Linked DNA regions of Sus scrofa: region 2 is linked to region 1. The links are chromatin contacts, called in public HiChIP or PLAC-seq maps. All regions are on one chromosome and are shown on one strand. Each heading gives the region's core, a stretch centred on a gene start, on an enhancer-like site or on the middle of the called end of the contact. The rest is flanking DNA. Distances are from core to core; before and after follow the strand shown.

Evidence for each region. HiChIP or PLAC-seq counts read pairs in DNA pulled down with a chosen protein or histone mark.
Region 2: an H3K27ac HiChIP or PLAC-seq map of alveolar macrophages shows a contact between it and region 1. The contact joins two enhancer-like sites. A contact is called at or near these places in 3 of 47 Hi-C or Micro-C datasets (alveolar macrophages, embryonic fibroblasts and fibroblasts) and 1 of 2 datasets of contacts at active chromatin or transcription factors (alveolar macrophages).

Annotation. Positions count from the first base shown.
Region 1 is chr6:152,942,512-152,945,453 of Sscrofa11.1, reverse strand. All of the region lies in intron 8 of FGGY (FGGY carbohydrate kinase domain-containing protein), which reads left to right. Among named protein-coding and RNA genes, the nearest start is that of HOOK1, 230 kb to the right of the region's middle. Within about 2 kb of position 1,518, at least 13 of the 83 cell types and tissues checked have an H3K27ac peak or open chromatin away from gene starts, as enhancers often do. A contact at or near this core is called in alveolar macrophages, where this site is marked.
Region 2 is chr6:152,815,688-152,818,629 of Sscrofa11.1, reverse strand. All of the region lies in intron 14 of FGGY (FGGY carbohydrate kinase domain-containing protein), which reads left to right. Among named protein-coding and RNA genes, the nearest start is that of HOOK1, 110 kb to the right of the region's middle. Within about 2 kb of position 1,564, at least 19 of the 83 cell types and tissues checked have an H3K27ac peak or open chromatin away from gene starts, as enhancers often do. A contact at or near this core is called in alveolar macrophages, where this site is marked.

The sequences.
Region 1 (2,942 bases), core at 269-2,768:
GATTGGATAAAGAAGATATGGCACATATATACAATGGAATATTACTTAGCCACAAAAAAGAATGAATAATGTCATTTACTGCACTGTGGATGGACCTAGAGATTATTATACTAAGTAAATTATGTAAGGTCTAATATTATATGATATAACTTATACATGGAATCTAAATTATACAAATGAAATTATTACAAAACAGAAATAGACCCACAAATAGAGAAAACAAACTTGTTACCAAAGGGGTAAGGGGTGGGGTTAGAATAAATTAGGAGTTTAGGATTAATTTATACATTCATAAAATAGATAACCAAGGACCTATTGTATAGCACAGGGAACTCTACCCAGTATTTTGTAGTAACCCATAAGAGAAAAGAATCTGAAAAAGACTAGATATATATGTATGTAAAACTGAATCACTTTACTCTGCACCTGAAACTAACACAGCATTGTAAATCAACTATACTTCAGTAAAAAATTTGAAAAGAGATAGGCTAGTTTTAACTGTTTAAAGGAAACCTTATGCATTGGCTTAATTTTCTTGTTTGTTAAAGTTTTTGTGGTCCTAAAATGACTAACTCTTTCTTAGTGCTTTAGAGTTTGTAAAAATGCCTTGTGGCTATGATACTCAGAATAGCTAAGACAGAGCAGGTGTTGTTTTCCTTTTTCAAATAAGGCTCAAAGAAACTGAGTGATTTGTCCAAAGTCCTGCAGCTACCAAGGGTTAGGGCCAAGACTCAATACATATGTGAGCAAACCCCAAGCCATTTTTGCTGCTTAGTTAGTTCCTCTCCGTTGACTCAAATTGAAGGATCCTGCAGTTGGGAAAAGTCTGGTTCATCACAGGAGGGGCTCCTGACTCTGGGTCACTAGTCCCCACTATGATTGTAAATTCTTCATGAAGCTGCCAGCCACCCCATTCTCAATGTCCTTAAAATGTTCCTGGAGATCTCCTTCAAAATGCAGTTCTTCAAGTGCTGCTGTCATGGGGCGTGAATCTTGCTGGGAGGAGTATACGCAAATCTGTCATATCAGTAGATGCCCAACTGATTCTCATCAGGGACTATGGCTTTAAGCTCCTTTGGAGTCGAAATTATATCTCTCCACCATTGTTTTCAAGTGCCTATCAGAGTACCTTGTACATAGAAGTTACTCTAAATTTACACTAGATGAACGGAAGAGTGAAAGAAATGAATGTAAAAGTTGTGTAGAATGTGGTAAATTCATGTGGACGGTCTGTCAGTTCCTGTGGTTTGTGTCACACTTGGAGATTTCTTGAGTCTCCATCCATTCAAAGGAAGCCTCTCTTGGTAGCTTAGGTCTAGATTGAAAAGTCAGGACTTGGAGAGAGTACCTTGTAGAATGTGCCAACAGTTAGGGATTGTAGGATTCTTATCTTCTTGTGAAAAGCAGGACAGAGTGAAACAGTTGAGGGACCCTATTTGCAGCTTTGTGCAGACAGACTCAGAAACCAAAGCACAGACACAGCAGGATGCAACAGGAAACCACAGAGGCCTAAGACTTTCAGTGTAAATAGGAAGTCAGAGTTTACTTTTGAACCCACAGTGCCGAGCTGAATTGCAATGTTTAATCCAGCTCTCTGCCCAGCCCTTTTTGAGCTCAGGCACAGATGAAAAATGATGCCACTTGGGTAAAAGCATTTTCAAATGTTTGTTCTTTTTTTTAAGATTTTTTTATTTTTTCTATTATAGTTGATTTACAATGTTCTGTCAATTTCTGCTGTACAACAAAGTGACCCAGCCACACCTACATAAATACATTCTTTTTCTCACATTATCCTCGATCATGTTCCATCACAAATGACTAGATATAGTTCCCTGTGCTATATAGCAGGATCAAATGTTTGTTCTGATCAGGGCTTGGAGCAAGCAGCTTTTATTTGTGCTGGTGAATAATTTGGGACACAGGTGCAATTTGGACTTGAAAGCATTAATTGGTCTCCCTGGTTTTCCCTGCAGTGATATCTGAAACCCCCATCTTCCTCTACAAAGTAATCTTAATCCACATATATTCATAAAGCATTTGCCATTGAGAGTCACCTGTCATATACCCCGTCTGCCGACCTTTGTGTCCAAGTGCACAGTGGTGAAACGTTGGTGGACACTTAATAAGTACTCTGTGCTTACTGGGTTGATACCATTACCATATTTGATTGCTACCATTGTGTTGGAAACTAATAAATAGGATACAGATGATCATCACCATGTTTTTTGTTTTTTTTTTTTTTTTTTTTGTCTTTTTTGTCTTTTTACCTTTTCTAGGGTCACTCCTGCAGCATATGGAGGTTCCCAGGCTAGGGGTGCAGTTAGAGCTGCAGCTGCCGGCCTACGCCAGAGCCACAGCAACGCGGGATCCAAGCCGCGTCTGCAACCTACACCACAGCTCACGGCAACGCCGGATCTTTAACCCACTGAGCAAGGCCAGGGATGGAACCCACAACCTCATGGTTCTTAGTCGGATTCGTTAACCACTGGGTCATGATGGGAACTCCCATCACCGTCTTGAGGTAAGGAAGATGTTACAGTGGTGGAAAAGACATGGGTTTTGAAGTCAGACCTGTGTTCACATCCGAAATTCTTAAACTTCTTGGAGTTCCCATCGTGGCGCAGTGGTTAACGAATCTGACTAGGAACCATGAGGTTGCAGGTTCCATCCCTGGCCTTGCTCAGTGGGTTAAGGATCCGGCGTTGCCGTGAGCTGTGGTGTAGTTTGCAGACGCGGCTCGGATCCCGAGTTGCTGTGGCTGTGGCTCTGGCGTAGGCCGGCGGCTGCAGCTCTGATTGGACCCCTAGCCTGGGAACCTCCATATGCCGCAGGAGTGGCCCTAGAAAAGGCAAAAAGACAAAAAAAAAAAAAAAAAAAAAAAAAAAATTCTTAAACTTCTTATCCAGAGTGCCTTCTTTTATTCAGCCATTGTTTTTGAGCTG
Region 2 (2,942 bases), core at 315-2,814, 130 kb after region 1:
ACTGAGGAGAGGGAGGTGGTGAATGCTTATGGGCATCAGCTCTGTAGGAGGGTACTCACTCTTCCTGAAGCATGGGCAGCTCCTGGCCCCAAGCGCTCTGAGAAGCTGTCCTAATCTGCCATACTCATGGGTGGGTTCTGGCTGTCCACCACCTGTCTTCCTGCAGAGCCACGAGTGACCACACTCCTGCTGTCTGCCTCCTTCCCCTGTGTCTGTTCTTCGACAGTGATCTGAGAGGTGGACTGTTCCTGATGTAGCCTTTCCTTGGAGTCCATGCAGGGAGCCTCTGGTCTGCTGTCTTCCCTCCCCGCCTCCTGCTCTAAAGCCATCCCGCAAGCATTCAGCTCTCAGGCCCTCGATTGACCACCTGTGTGGCCTTGGTCAGGGTTCTTAATCTCTCTGTGTCTCAGTGTGGATAGTAAATAACCTCCTGTGTTATTTGTAAAGATAAATGAGATAATCCATATAAAGCGATTAGAACAGTGTCGGGCATATCATAAGTACCAAGTGCATTGCTGCCTGCCTTCCTCAAATACCTGCTGCCTCGTTCTCAGATGAGCATTAGGGATGCTGAGGTATACAGAACCCTGTCTGCCTTGAGGAGTCCTGTCCCTGCTGTTTACTGAGTGTCTCCTGTGAGGCACACACTTTGCTTGGGTTACCTCATTGAGTCCCCACCACAATCTAAAGTGGTGCTTACTCTTCTCAGAATTCTTCTCAGACTGCAGCCCAGAGACCAGAGAAGTCATGTGACATTCCCTGTGGCAAGCAGTTCACAAATGGTAGCAGTGGAATCAGAACTCAGGTCTCTCAGGCTCCAGATCTAGTGTTTTTCACCCACCTCACTCAGGCTGCCATTGCCTGACTTGTTTCGAAAGGAAAAAAAAAAAAGCAGCAGCAGTGCATCGTGGGAGTGATCATATGGGAAATAAACTCTCCTTCTCAGGGCATCCGCTTCCAGCTTTCAGAAGTGGGGGGTGGGAATGGGCTAGGCTCAAGAGCCCAGCTCCCAGCAGTCCTTGCTTCTACCCATCTGAAAAGGATCCGTCTTTAAAAGCAAGGAGCCAGAAAAAATAATTCATACTAAAAACAAACTCTGTCATGAGTCATTTGACTTTGCTTTCCCCTGAACACATAGTTTATGTCTTGGGCGAGCTAAGGCTAAAGGAACATCTGATATGTTTTAGGCTAGCAGAGCCATTATTTTTGGAGCTGTACGTCCAATCTGTGCCCATTGGACCCCATGGTTTAAATCAAGTCTTCTGCTCAGGAGACCCGACAATTTGTTATTGCTGTTGGAGTTTGTTTTGGGGTTTGATTGTGTATGAGTTTTACCAAGGTGACAAGAATCTCTTTGTTCAGTGATTCAAAAGTTCTCAGGTGGTGAACTAACCTAGGCAGTGGTTATTCTGAGTCAGCACATGCTGGTGAGGACTGTGTGTAAACCCACATGTGTTCAGGTAGACGAGCCCCTTCAGAAATGAGAGGGAGAGAAGAGGGGAGGGCAGTTTCCAAATGAGCTGCTTTCTTCCCATCCGCAGAGGAGGGAGACGCGGCCCTGGGTCAGAGTATTTCTCAATCCTGCGCGAACAGGATGTAACCCCGAACACAAGGCAAGTGTCTCTGTCTCTTTGGCTGACTCGCTTCTCTTTAGATAGTGAACAATGGTAGAAATACACTTACACTGTAAAAACGCAGACGACATAGAAATTCAGAGTAAAAGGCAAAAGGCACAAGCCTCTCCTGATCCCAGAGGGAATCGTTACTGTCTGTTTTGTATGTCTTCTTCACCTTGTTAATGCATTCACAGACATATGTATGGGAGCGTCTAGGATCATAGTGTGCAAATTGCTCCACAAGGTTTTTTTTCACTTATTAGCTGTCGGGAGGATGTCAGTGCATATAGAGCCGCCCTATGTCTATTACCTGTGGGTGGTAATTCCAGAGTCTGCATTTATAAAAAGTTACTTAACCTATGTCCTATTGATTGACATTTAGACTGTGTTTGGTATCTAGTTTTGCATATGGCAATGCCAGGATCATCCTGGGTATGGTTCTTTACATACATGTGTGAAGAGTTCTCTTGGAGAGATACAAAAAAATAAAATTTCTTCTGGGAGGATTCGTGCGCTTGAAATTGTCTTAGCTATGGCCAAAATGCCCTCCATAAAGGCCAGCCCAGTTTGTATTTCTGCCAACGGTGCCCCTCTGCCTTTGCCAACACTGCGTATTGTCAGTCGCTTAACATTTTTGCCAAAGTCTTGGGCAGAAAATGACTGCTTATGTTCTTTTCCTTTGCCTCTGCCCTGTTGCTAGTAAGAATGAACATTTTCTTTATATCCTCGGTCTGTCATCTGTCAATGGCCTATTAAGATCCTCTCTTCATTTTCCTATAGGGTTTTTTGTCTTTCTTTTGCAGATTTAGAGGAGTTCTTCGTGTGCTCTGTACCTCAGTCCTTTGTCGTATATATTGAAGTTTTTCTTGTAATAGGATCCTCATCATCTACCTTTGCTTATAGTGTCTTATCCAGAAGTTTTCAATTTTCCTTTACTGACATCTGTGAATCTCTTTCTTTATGGCTTCAAGATTTCTTGGAGACTTTCCCTATAAACTATTTCTTTTCCTGAAGCTATGTTTTTCAGAATAATAACATTTTAGACCAGAACACACCAGGCTGGCAGGATGGTCTCTGTGTTTATGCAGACATTCCTGGTAATTTCACCATTAATTACGGGGAAATTCTGAAACCATATGGATCAGTCATAGGCAAATGAGAGGCAGTCGGGGACTAGCTAGGAGCTTGCAGCCTGAAGTCATGTATATGGGCCTTGGACCAACCACACCTAGGCTCCTGTACTTGCACTTGATTTGAGGAACATCATTTCGCTGTTCTGAGCCTTAGTTTATTTCTCTGTAAAACGGAACAAATCACAGTTTTAAG